2 separate regions of the Mus musculus genome follow, and region 1 is linked to region 2. The links are chromatin contacts, called in public Hi-C maps. All regions are on one chromosome and are shown on one strand. The core of a region is the stretch at or near the end of the contact, and the rest is flanking DNA. Distances in the headings are between cores, read along the strand shown.

Region 1 (6,804 bases), core at 1,997-4,496, 39 kb after region 2:
CTCCAGGACAGCCAGGGCTAGACAGAGAAACCCTGTCTCGAAAAAACCAAAAAAAAAAAAAAAAAGAAAGAAAGAAAAATAAGATATTATCACATATGCTTATTAATTTTTTAAATTTAAATTATAGCTTGAAAATGAAAAATATGAATTGCAATCTAAAATGTTAATGATGAAAGAAACAGTGGAGTCATTAGAGAACAAATCAAAACTCCAAGCTCAAAAGCTTAGCCATGTGACTGGTGACTCATCTCATCAGAAAACAGAGATGACCTCCCTTAGGTAAGTCCATTCAAGCTTTCTTTCATTATTTTACTCTGTGACATGCTTCTTCTGGGTATGCAAGGTTCAATGGTGTTTTGCTTTGTGTCTTTGAACAGTGTTTTTCCAAGGTGGCCTCATGGTACCGTCCCGTAGGAGCTTTTACAAAGGATTAGGGATGTCTTTAGGTTCTCGGATTTACTGAGTGAATCTGGAGAGGTCTTGTAGTTTGAAACTTTCACAGGTTGGCATGATCATCAAAAAGTTGTCTGCCCTATCTGCTGCTAAAGTTCACTCTAGTAGATAATCAACACGCTGCACTCTATAGGGAAGGCCTGCACGGATCTTAGGACTTCTGCCATGTGGACCGTGTCCATCTTCTTCTCACCTCTTTTAAAATAATATAAAATCAAAATGTTATATCTCCTATTTTTAACCCTCTCTAATTTAGAAAAAGAAAAATTAACCAAGGGGTAGGAAGCAGACTGTGCTAGGACATAGAACATAGATTTGAAGTCTCAGAGATGGATGATAAGCAGAGGAGATCGCAGGTCAGGACTGAGATGGTAGCTGCGAACCTTGAGGGCAAAAGGCAAACTTAAGAAATGTTTCTTTTATAAAATCAAAAGGTGACTTACTTGGGAATAAAAGAGCAGTACACTAATGCATAATGTAACATTGGGATATTGGCCATTTAGTTAGCCATTTGTCAGTTTCAAGGACAGCCAACTGAAGGAAATAAAAGCTAACAGTGTCCCACCCCACCCCCACCCCCACCCCAATTGCATAGCTGTCATGGGCAAGAGAGATAACTGAAGGTTAGTAGGAACCCTCTATCTGAAGAGTCAGAGGGAATCTATTGCTCTAAATTACATTTGCCATAAAAATTAGGAAGAAAGCCAGGCAGTGGTGGTGCACGCCTTTAATCCCAGCACTCGGGAGGCAGAGGCAGAAGGATTTCTGAGTTCGAGGCCAGCCTGGTCTACAAAGTGAGTTCCAGGACAGCCAGGGCTATACAGAGAAACCCTGTCTGGAAAAACCAAAAAAAAAAAAAAAATTAGGAAGAAATCTTTGAATGTCAACAAAATCTTTATGCAACTCAGTCATGAACCAGTAACACGTTGCAATCAGGAAGGATGGTAGTGATAATGATTTTTTTAATAGATTGATAAGTTACAGTTGAAGGGTTATTGAGCAGTAGATTGGCTGCTGTAGAAAACTGACTTGGTAAAATAACAGGTTCAAGAGTTTTACCTACAATTCAGAAGGACAAAGAAATGGTGAGAATAAAAGACACAGACTCCAAATACAAAAGCCAGGAGTCACAAACCTACAGTATAAGAAACTCCGACCATGTGACAGAAGAAGTAATCAGGAAGAGGAAGGCCGAGGGAGAGACTCGGGGGCTCTAGGGTTACCAACAACCTTTTCTCCCTCAGTGCCTTACTACCATCTTTATCAGGAAGGCTTTACAAAAGCTCAGAGACAGCTCTATCCTTCCTGCTTCCTCTGTCTGCAGGTATTCTGTGGCGGAGGGCAGAGTGAGCCTGCCCCTCATCTGGTATGGCCTCAGCTCCAAAGTCCAGGCAGACACAGTGCTACATCTTCATCTGCAGAATTGCTAGTCCACCCTCTTTGCTTTTGTATCCAGCTGACCAGAGCTGCCATTTTTCTTTTCCTTCAGATCAGAACCATACCACCAGTTTCTTTTCCTTACAGAAGACTCTGGGTGACAGAGCAGCTGGTGTCCTCTTGTGGATGCCATAGTTTGGTTTGGTTTTGTTCTGTTACCAACACCATTTTCTCTTAATAGTTCAGCCTGTTTCTGCCTTCAGCTATGTGCCATTCAGTCACTGTGCAGTAGGAGAGGGTTGTGAGAATTGTTCCCTCTCCTGTGTATCACCAAATCTCTCTTTTCCTCTCTCCCTCGATCCCCCTCTCTCCCTCTCCTCATCCTCTACCCCTCTCTCTCCCTCTACCCACCCCTCTCTCTGTGTTTTGGGAGGGGGAGAGGGGATGATGGGGGGAGGCCTATCTCCAAGTCTAGTATGTCTTCAATATTTAGTTGATAAACATTGATAAAAATTTGAGTTCAATCTATCAGACCTAAATTTGGCACTAAACTCAGTACAGACCACAACACAACCCTTTGCAGAAGCAGGACATTGTCCAAGCCTCGTGCCGTTTTCAGTGTGGCTTATAGAGCTCTTGTTACTCTAAGACATGATGTTTCATGATCCATGAAGCTGATTCTCAGGGAGAGGAGATGCCTGCTCCTTTCATGGTCATGGGCCGTCTTCTCTTTGCCTTCCTGTATTAGGCATTTTTTCCCACCCAATATCCAGGTGTTCAACCAGGCCTTCTGGATCAGACAGACCGTCTAATTGTACAAATCTCTGGTCTCGTCTCTTGGTGTAGCATCTGAAGACAGTATGAAAATAGCCATTTTGAAAATGGTAATGACTCTTGCCTCTCTTGAACGACAACAATTAACGAGGTCCAGCAGTTTACAAACCTTCAAGGATAAGAAGGAAAGGCCTGTGTGCGGGGATGATGGGTCTGGACGCCTCTGCGTGCTAGCCAGTCTCTAGAACCGGGGGCAGCAAACTTCAGCACTGGGCCATGCAGTTTCCACTGCACCTTTAACCTGGCTTCTGAAGTGCAAAAGCCATTGTAGGCAGTGTGCAAGTGAGAGAGGGTGATGGTTCTGTTTCATCACAGTTTTCTTTATGGATGCTAAAATTTGGATTCCATTTAATTTTTATGTCGTAAAATGTTTTTCTGTGGAAATATCTTTTTCACTCACTTAAACATAAAAACTCTGTAGCTAGAAAGAAATAAGCAATCAGCGATGGTTTGTCAGCCTGGCTCAGGGATGAGCTGCTTCCAGCCCAGTTAGACAACTCCCTTTTCTCAGTCACCCATGGCAGGCATCTGCATCTCTGTCATTGCTGTCAGTGCGCCTTTAACAGGGCTGTCACCGTGTTTGCAGTCACTGTAACCTTTATGTGAGTTTTTACTGTTGCCCAGACTTGGCTTCAAATCTCTCTGCTCAAGTAAGTGGTGTTTCCTGTTTAACATCTAGAATCCTGTGTAGCATAGTCCTGAGTCTTCATTATATCAGTTAAAGCCAAGAGCATTACTTGTTTATCTAGGATGACAACATGCAATAGCAGTTTCCTGCAAATGGCCATGAACTCTCCTTGGGTCTGTGATTATGCCATAGATAGCATAGTTACTTGGGATTTGTTTAGATATATTCAGAAACATACGTATATATTAACAATGTTAGGAGCTGGAGAGAGAGCTTATCAGTTAAGAGCACTGACTGCTCTTCCAGAGGTCCTGAGTTCAGTCCCCAGCAACCACATGGTGGCTCACAACCATCTGTAGTATGATCTGATAACCTCTTCTGGCATGCAGGTGTACATTCAGATAGACCACTCATATACATAAAGTAAACAAATCTTTAAGATGTTAGATATATTCAGAAATGTTTGATGTATCCAGATATATGCAACTAGTTTCCCTTGAGAAATATTTGCTAAGGAATCAGAAATCATTTTAAATAAGGAAATGAAAATTCATGGACTGCCTGAAACTGATTTGGAGGTGGGATACCTAGCACTGTTTTGGGGGTGGGATACCTAAACTGTCCCTACCATATTTTCTTAGCAATAAGAACATGAATGTTCCCATGAAATGACAATGTCTGAGCTTGTGGAGCTAATGTTGAAATCATTCCTATCACTCTTCCTTTTCCTGGTGCACCATGTGACGCCATTCCTAGTCTTCACAGTCAGTAGTGGGTGTGGACCATGGGCTCATAGAAGAAGCTCCAAGAAAGCCCATCAATAGCTTTCCTCTAACAGGTCGTCAAATTTCCAAACTTATCTCTCTTGGGTGGAACTTCATTTTAGAACATGAAACATTTATTATGAATGAAAGGACCTTTAAGAGATGTTTTTAAGATGTTTTCGATATACCCTGTAATGAAAGGAAATAATTCATTTTACCCCAAAAGATGAGAGTGTGCATAGCCATTGTAGTGTAATATGACTATGGACTTTGAAGCTGAGGGAGGATTTGAGCCGGGCGTAGGGTCAGTCGGATGGAGGTGGAGACAGAATGAAGTTCAGTTTCACTTTTTTTTTTCTTTTCTGGTGGGAAATCATTTCTTTCTTCTGTAACTTTTAAAGCTAAGAAACTGATTTGTTTTTTACTGAAGACTTGGTTTTCAAAGTTTCCTTTCCATTTAGAGACAGTAAGGTGGCAGCCCAGCCATGAGCCTCCCTCCCCGCTCCTGCTAGGAAGTCTCTGGGCAGCAGTACTCAGTCAGACTTTTCTGTTGCCCATGCCCTCTCCACACTGGGATAGAAGAGGCAAAGCCTTTGATAGGGCTTCCTTCCTGTCAGTCCAGATGTTGTCCTCTGTGCCTTCATCAGCTCCACCCCCAACAGCATATCACACCATTTATAAAGCTACGTGCAAAGGAGACATAGTTCTGCCTAGAGTTTTAAGCAATGCCAGCCATTGCCTTTCAGTAAGTCCTCTATTAGTCATTCCATTTTTCCTGTCCAGGTAGCACAGTGATTCTCAACTTGAGGGAGTTGAGTGACCTTTTTACGTGGGTTGCCCAAGACCATCAGAAAACACAGATATGTATATAGATATGCCTTTGCCCTGATAGTTTGTGATCCCAGACAAGCAAATTGTTTCACTAAACTTGGGATCATAGTTGTAACAAAAGTCCTCCAGGGACATACATGAACTAAGGTGTGCACAGTCCCTTCCCCTTAGCTATCCCTACACACCATGGCTCTAGGTTTCAGGAGCACCCACTTGGACTGCAGATGCTTTTCTGGAGTAAAATCACCTGAGCCTGGCCTCTTTCTGACTTGGTTTGGTTCCTTGTACAGTTCTAAGAAATCAGTCCAGCTCTGCCTGCCTCTGTCTTCATCTGCTCGCTGTGAGAACTCTATGTTAGTGTTTTGTTGTCAGAATGCCCCAGTATCCCTCAGAACTTATTTCTATAGGAATGCCCCCACTTTAATTATTGTTTTGGGAACTAGACCTTGCTCAGTAGGCATTTCTGAGTCAAGCTCTGGTTAGTATCTTCTTCAGTGTCTTATCCTCAAAGGAAACCCAAAGGAAGTTATTCCCAACTAACTGAGGGGAGAGTGGCCTTTTCAGCCATTCAGACAGGGTAAACGCTTCCTGCTCAGAGATAGAAGCATCCAGAAGCCTGTGACTATGACAGCCAAGATGTCTTGTGACAGCTTTCAGGATGCTACTGCTGAAAATGAGCAGTTACTTCCAACTAGTAAAAGACACTAGAGACAGGGTTTCCCATCGACAGCTTAAGCAGCCATGAGTCCTGCCCCTGACATCCTGAAACCAGCCTTTGTTGTTATCCCATCACACTGTAAGAAATGCTTCCCATCACGTGACCTACAGTCACCTGCCACTCAGAGAGCCAAAATAAGAAGCAAACTTCCAAGCTCACATGGCCTGGATGGTGAGGACTTCTGGAGAGTCTGGAGTGCCAGCCATGCCATTAAAACAGGGCTGTGACTCTGCTCTCAGACGTAGATTTTGAGGAAAAGGGGGTTGATGTTAGGGAACTGAGGAGAACTTTAAAACTACCAAAAATCTTCTGGAAGAGAATATACGATTAATTTCATTTTTATACCATATCATTTTTAGGGAGATGAAAGCATTTTGGGAAAGAATGGTAGACAGCAGGAGTGATATTGTATAATAAAAGCTGTTGATTAGACTGGAAGAGCTTTATAATAAGAAATAAAAGGAACTTACAAGAAATCAAACTATTTTAAGAGCACTCATTTAACAAAGCTATGTCTGTGAGAGATAAAGGATGCCATGTGTTTCTGCCCACCGCTTTAGGATCGTCAGTGAGCAGCTACAGCGCTCACTTGATGACTGTCAGCACCGACTTTCCATAAAAAGAGGTGAACTTGAATCAGCCCAAGAGCAAATTAAAATGCTGGAGCAAAAACTAGGTGAGCCCTTTGAAATTTTTCTTTTGCTAACATAAATTGCCCCTACCTTACACATACTCTTCTCCTCCGTAGAGAATCTCAGCCACAGGATGACGGTGCAGAGCGAAGAGACTCACGCCATGAAGAAGACCATTGGAGTGATGGACAAAGAAAAGGACTTTCTCCAGGAGACTGTGGATGAGAAGACAGAAAAGATCGCCAACCTGCAGGAAAGCCTCCTTAGTAAAGTATGTATCCGCCCCATGTTCTTGGCTTCTCAGCAGGAGAGCCTGGTTAGTCTCCACGTGAAATACGCAGTTCTTACAACCCTTGAGGAATTCCTGAGACCCACAGCTCTGTCTGTGACATAGCTAGATTTCCTCCTGTCCTACTAATTGGAGTCTTTACATGGGATTTTATCTGTTCTTAGAGTGTGATTTGGTCTCATTAAAGCAGACTTTAAGGAAGCCACGTCAGCTCTTCGGTGGGTGGAGACATGCCAAGATGTGACATTAGATGGGTATAGAACTGTGTTTATTTAGAG
Region 2 (6,370 bases), core at 1,063-3,562:
GCAGTCTTCAGATGAAGATGTAGACCACTCAGCAACTCCTGTACCATGCCTGTCTGGATGCTGCCATGTTCCCACCTTGATGTTCCCACCTTGATGATAATGGACAGAACTTCTAAAACTATAAGCCAGCTCCAATTAAATGTTGTCCTTATAAGAGTTGCCTTGGTCATGGTCTCTGTTCATAGCAGTAAAACCCTAACTAAGACAATACCCATCATGTCAGGGAGTGTTTCAGCAGGCAGGCAGTCAGGCAGGGGTGGTACTGGATTAGCAGCTGAGAGCTTTTTTTTGTTGTTGTTGTTGTTGTTTTCAAGACAGGGTTTCTCTGTGTAGCCCTGGCTGTCCTGGAACTCACTTTGTAGACCAGGCTGGCCTCGAGCTCAGAAATCTGCCAGCCTCTGCCTCCCGAATGCTGGGATTAAAGGTATGTGCCACTACCACCTGGCGAGAGCTCACATCTTGATCTACAAGCTCCAAAAAGATAGAGCTAACTGGGAATGGCATGGGTTTTGAAACCTCAAAACCTGCCTCTGTTATAGGTCTGAGGTGGTTCGGAGATTCGCCAGTCTGACCATTAGTAAGTTTTAACAAAGAAGCTACTTTCATATACAGACACCAGTTCAACACCCAGATTGGGAACTCCTGAGTGCAGCACAGCCCCCAGCCACCTCAGTGGGGGACTTACACAGGCAAAGAGCACAAAGTCATCTCATGTAAAACAAGCTTTTGTTTACGAAGCAGAAACAGTAGTTTTGTTAAAGTTGTGCAAAACCAGGCAATTTTAAAATCTAACCCATTGGAAGTCCATTTTTGGTTTCTGCTTCTCTCAAGCAGTTTTAAAGTGAGCCATCAATATAATGTTAGCCATCACATCCCCAGTGACACACTTTTCCCAACAAGGTCACACCTCCTAATCCTTCCCAGACAGTTCCACCAACTAGGGGTCATGCTATTCAAGTATATGAGGCTATAGGGGCCAATCTCCTTCAGACCACCACATTTCAGATCTAAACTACAGCATCAGTTTTCAGTGAAAGCAACTCTTTTACCTTTACATCTGGCTTTCTTCCTCCTTACAATCAGGACCCCACCAGCCTCTAGGCAAACCTCATTCTAAGTGTTTCAGGAACTCCTGTTGGTGCTGATATTAAGTCTACAAAGCTCACTTTCTGTGGTGAGGGCATCTGTTTTCCTCCATGCCTCCACAGCCATGCAATTTGCTTAAAGCGCTAGGACTTGGGTGGGAAGCAGCAGCATTCTGCATTCTCATCTTTCAAGTTTTGTGTGCCAGGATCCCTGACCTTAGGCCTCGGAGGTCAGCAGTGACCCTGACTCTGGGTTATCAATGCCACTTGGAACAAAGGCTAACTGTAGCTTTCAATCCCATGTACCCCGTTGTATTTCTTCACTGAGTTTTGTTCTAACATTTAGTTGGTGTGTGTTTGGGGTAAGGGGGGCCACCAATGTTATCTATCTTCACTAGATGGCTATGCACAGCCAATTTCTGATATTTATGACTTTTTTTAAAAAAGATATTTGTCTTTACATAAACATATGCTTACTTGTATATGTGCAAGATGGTATAAAAATCTCTACAGGATTCATTAGCTCCTTAAAACTTCCAATTAAAAACGGACAAAGCACACAAAATGGAGACTGAGACGTGAAAACAAAGAATGAATCGGCACAGAGCAATTCACATCCCAACATACAGTTCCGTGCTGAGCAGTGGACAAAGTACATAGTCAGAGGAAAGGCCGGCTTGGTAAGGAATATAAGCAGAAACAAACAACAAAAGAAAACAAAACACGCACAAACAAAAACTCAACTCTTAACCATCTAGAAAGTTTTTAGGAGAGTGGTGGACTCTGGGGATTTGACCATGATCTTTGTAACCATGAGCAAGCTATTGTAAGCAATTCATTTCAATTTAACATTTACAAATACTGTGACAGATGCTAGAGAAATACAGTTGAATAAAAGAATATCTGATTCAAGGAGCCCACAATTGGAAGCAGCAGGGAGAAACGTAAACAAGTAGGTTTTGATGGTCGGATTCTATTCTGGGGGTTTACATGGGTACGGGGCAATAACTGTTATCAAGTGGTAGCCAGGAGAAGCTGCAAGGACAGTGACATCCAGGGGGAAGACAGGGCGATCAGCAGAAATTCACCTGTGAAAGGTCATTGGGGGTTAGCTGATGGTTACCGCCAGCGGCCAGTTGGCAAGGTCCTCGGGCACCGCAGAGGTTCGGGCTCCCCGCCAGGGGGCGCCGTAGCCCCGGCATCGGCCGGCCGTTACGTTTCCGGGCACCGAGGGCCGAAAGCCGCCATCTCCGGGCGGCCGGCGCGCGCGCCGCCACTGTGGGCCGCTCCGGTCCGTTACCGGGGCAACGGCGGCGCTCCCTCCTTGTGGGCCGCGACCGTCTCTCTCCGCGCCATTTTCAAACCGCGCTCGTGCCGGAGCCATTGGCCGCAGCAGGACGAGCCAGCGGGGACAGCGGGTCCGGAGGGCGATGTACCTCGGGACGGAGCGGCGGTGAGGCGCACCCGGGGGAGGCCGCGGGGGCTGGGCCGGGTCGCGGGGCCTCCGGGGCGGTCCCCACCCCCACCCCCGAGCGAGGGCGGGAGCCCGGGCGCTGCCGGGAGGAAGTGCGGGAGGGCGGCGCGGGGACCGTCCCACAGTCCGTCGGTCCGTCCGTCCGTCCGTGCGGCCCGGGGCCGACCCGAGGAGAACTGCCGTTCCACCCTCCGGCCTGAGCCGGGGAAGGACTGCTTGGCCGCTCCGGCCCGTGCCCTTTGCGGTGCCCGCACTCTGGTGTTGGTTTTTTTAAACGCTACTGTATCCGCAGGTTGCATATTTCTGAGAAAGTAAGAGGTGCCCGCTTTGAGACAACAACGCCCCAGGGTTTAGTGGACAGCTAGTTGTAACTGCGGAACCTACCCTTTTCGGCTGTTTTGATTTAAAGCTTGTGATCTGGAATATAGGGGAAACCCTAATATGTACATATCACCCCCCAGCCTGGAGGACTTTACTTATTATGGCCCATGGTCTTTTGATTCGTATTCTCATTCTGCCTTCATGAAGGATGGAGAAAGATGGTTTCCTGGTACCCGGAGTTGGCAGCTGTCAAGGAGGGGGCATAGTTCTTGGAGTTTGCCCCGCTAATTTATCTTGTCAGATGTTTTTCTTGTGAGCACAGGAGTTTCTGTAAAACACCTCCGGCATCAATCAAGTCCTTTTGTGGAGGGACCTAGAAAGCCCTAGGGGAAGCCTCTAAAAGAAGATCCTAGATTTGTTAACGGGGATAACCAAGAAGAAACACTAATTTAGAAGTAGCCCTGTGGTTGGGGAAGCTATTTTCTTGGGACAGCCTTCTTGGCTTTATGCTTTAAATAGGAACGGTGACATTGGTACTCGATCCCACAATGGGTGTTTGGAGCATCAGGTTTTGCATGTATTCATTTATGTGCACTTATAATTTTTACTAGTGGTGAAGGACATAATTTTTATTTGATTTAGAAACATGAGTTCTATGACTACAATTTTTTGGCAAAGGTTAGAAATGGTCTCTGCATAACTCAATTTTAGGGCAGATTGGTAGAGATAATAAATAATCATAGGTGTTTGAGAAGACAAGTATAACAGCTGGAGGTATTGCCCAGTAAAGAGTGCTCTCCTACCATGTCATAGGCTCAGTGCTTAACCCTGGATACGGTAAACAAACAAGCATAGAAATAGACAAGCATAAAAATGTATACTGAGCTACTTACATGTGTGTTACTTAAAAAAAAAAAAAAAAGGAAGTAAGATTGGGCCTGGTGGTACACATCTGTAGTCCTAGCACTCAAAGGCACAGGCAGAAGAAAAAGATGGGGCTGTCTGGCCAATAATATGAGTTCTAGACCAGTCAGGATGGTATATTTCAAAATAATGAAAAGAACCAATATGGGAGTGAAATTTACACGGTGAAATGCACCTTCAGTGTGCCTTTAAGCACTTTCCATGAATGTCTGTGCCTGGGTAACTTACCCCAGGCAGTCCTCTATCACTTTGGGAAAAAAGATCTATCCTTTCCAGAGACTCTCCAGAGGCCCGTGAAACTGTTTCTAGCCCGCGTAGGATAGCTTGTTCATCCCCTTTCCAGCTCTGTACAGTTACAGGTGAAGCTGCTGGAGTCTCCCTGTGCATATTCCTGTCCGTTTTCTTTTGTAAAGCTGTAGGAATAGAATTATGGTGTTATCAGCTAGGACTGTGTTTCACTTAATAGGAAGCTGTTTGGCTCGTTCCACAGTGGTTTTCTACTCTCTGGGTGGTGTGTGGATTTCTTAAGCTGAGAGTCTTTGCATGTTACGCACCTTTTCATATATTTCCCTCAAGATGCCTTTTGCAAGGTGTCTTTTCAAATGTTTGTACAACTAAAGTTTAGTTTTAATACAATTTTCTAGATCAGTCAGGATGTTATAAGGCCTTTGTCTCAAGACAATGAAAAGAACCAATATGGGAGTGAAATTTACATGGTGAAATGCACAGACCAAATTATCCTTGGGGGGATAATTTGAGACCAGGTCTCACTATGTATCCCTGGGCCTCCGACTTACTGTGTACAGTGTACAGGCTTGTTTCTGCCTCCCAAATTCTGAGATTAGAGTCATGTGCCTCCTACGAGATCTTGCCCCAATTTTCTTATTGGATTGTTGTGTTACTAAGATCCAAGAGTTTATTTTCTATTCAGTATGTAAATATTTTCTTAGATCTTGTGAATATTTTCTAGTACTCTAGTTTTCATTCCCCACTCGCATTCCTCTTTCTTGATGTTTCAGAGCTCGGATCCAGAGCTTCCCAATACTAAGAGAGAACAACCATTAAGCCGCATCCTGACCATGCCTTTACATTTTCCTTACTAGCATGTTTTGATGAGTTGATAGTTTCTACTTTTATGAGGTCCTACTTAGCATGTCTTTCTTTTATGTTTACTGTCACTAAGGGGTGCCCTGTGGGTTGTGGACATAGTCCCCTGTAGGGCACTTGCCTAGAATGAGCAGGATACCTGCCTGCCTGCCAGCTACAGCTCTGTAAGAAAGTGGAATTGCAAGGGTCCCCTGCCTGCCTCTGGAAAACCTTTGTTTCCTTCTAGAATTTTCATTGTTTTAAGTTTTAGATTCAGGTTCATGAAGAACCACATGTTGTAATGTAGCAATATGGAGATCATATGTATTGGATTTAACTAAGTATTAGTACTATAGAGCACTGACGACATTAAAAGAAACCAACGATTCTTTGATGTTAAAGTTATGTTTAACAGCTTGTGTTGATTCTCTCTTTCAGGCCTTTAAGTTGGGAGTGTGACTAAAACTGGTTTTGGAAGCAAGATGACTACAGCTGCAGAGAGAAAGTATATTAACATTCGGAAGAGGTTAGACCAGCTGGGCTACCGCCAGACCCTGTCAGTGGACAGTCTGCCTTTGGTAGAAAAACTTTTCAGGTAAAGATGAAAGTATAGTTATTAATGTGTGTAGTCCTTAATCCACTTACCAAGTTCGTAGCTGACCTTCTTTTCATGGTAATGCAACCAGTGGATTTTGGAGAAGTCCTAAGCTTGCCTGGTCTCTCTTTCATCCTAAGCCTGGTCCTCAAAAGAGGACCTTTGTGGGGCAGGATGCTAGGGGTCGCTATACCCATCGGGCCTTTCCCTGAAGGGAATCACACTCTGAGGTGTCTGATGGAGGTTAGAGGCGCCCTCTCCCGTCTCTGGCTTGTCGTTTGTTGTTATCCTTTCACAGTGGTGAGGACAAACACAGCCTCTGAGTGTGCTGGGCCAGTGCTCTACCATTGAGCGTTACTCCCACGCAACTTCCCCCTTAAATTCTGTCTGCCGAGCTGGCAATTAGTTTCTGCTAGTCTAGAAAGGCACTCTAATGTGGTGTTATTACTCCCATGTGTTGAGTCATGTAATGCTCTGTGAAGTCCGTGTACTCTCAGCCTTGCTGTCTTGCTCACTACTCCTTCTGCCTGTAGCGTGCTCTCCCTTTCTGTTCTTGCACCTTCTCACACTCCGTGCTGTGTAGGACAGGCACAGCATTTTACAATCACCGTGCATCATCCTTGACATCTTGGTTTAGTCTTCCTTGCATTGTAAACTTCATGAGACTGCCGTGTTCACCTATAGCTGCTATAGATTGCTCAACTAGTAAGCACGGAAATGTTTGCTTTATCGTGTGCCATGATGTCTCTTTGACAACTGTCTATAGAATATAAGTTCTTCATTAAAGAGTGCATTTGTGTGTGTGTGTGTGTGTGTGTTTTCTTCTCATGGAACATCTATGGAGTGAGTGTTGTTTTTTATTGATCTATGTGGTGAGAGGTAAGA

Evidence for each region. Hi-C and Micro-C count contacts between places; a contact is called where the count stands out from the background.
Region 1: a Hi-C map of the G1E-ER4 cell line shows a contact between it and region 2, with 2.1 times the contacts expected there. The contact joins the enhancer-like site here to the promoter of Cep135 in region 2. A contact is called at or near these places in 4 of 39 promoter capture datasets (3T3-L1-derived adipocytes, embryonic stem cells, hematopoietic stem and progenitor cells and 1 more), 8 of 484 Hi-C or Micro-C datasets (B cells, the G1E-ER4 cell line, embryonic heart and 3 more), 3 of 115 datasets of contacts at active chromatin or transcription factors (the SCID.adh cell line and embryonic stem cells) and 2 of 9 other capture datasets (adipose tissue and pancreatic islet).

What each region holds. Positions count from the first base shown.
Region 1 is chr5:76,624,500-76,631,303 of GRCm38.p6, forward strand. Cep135 (centrosomal protein 135) reads left to right here. Exons shown (of 26, transcript NM_199032.3): 15 at 128-279; 16 at 6,166-6,281; 17 at 6,354-6,508. Among named protein-coding and RNA genes, the nearest start is that of Cep135, 39 kb to the left of the region's middle. Within about 2 kb of position 3,247, at least 5 of the 459 cell types and tissues checked have an H3K27ac peak or open chromatin away from gene starts, as enhancers often do. A contact at or near this core is called in the G1E-ER4 cell line, where this site is marked.
Region 2 is chr5:76,586,387-76,592,756 of GRCm38.p6, forward strand. Cep135 (centrosomal protein 135) reads left to right here and starts at 2,313. Exons shown (of 26, transcript NM_199032.3): 1 at 2,313-2,538; 2 at 5,329-5,485. The coding sequence starts at 5,373.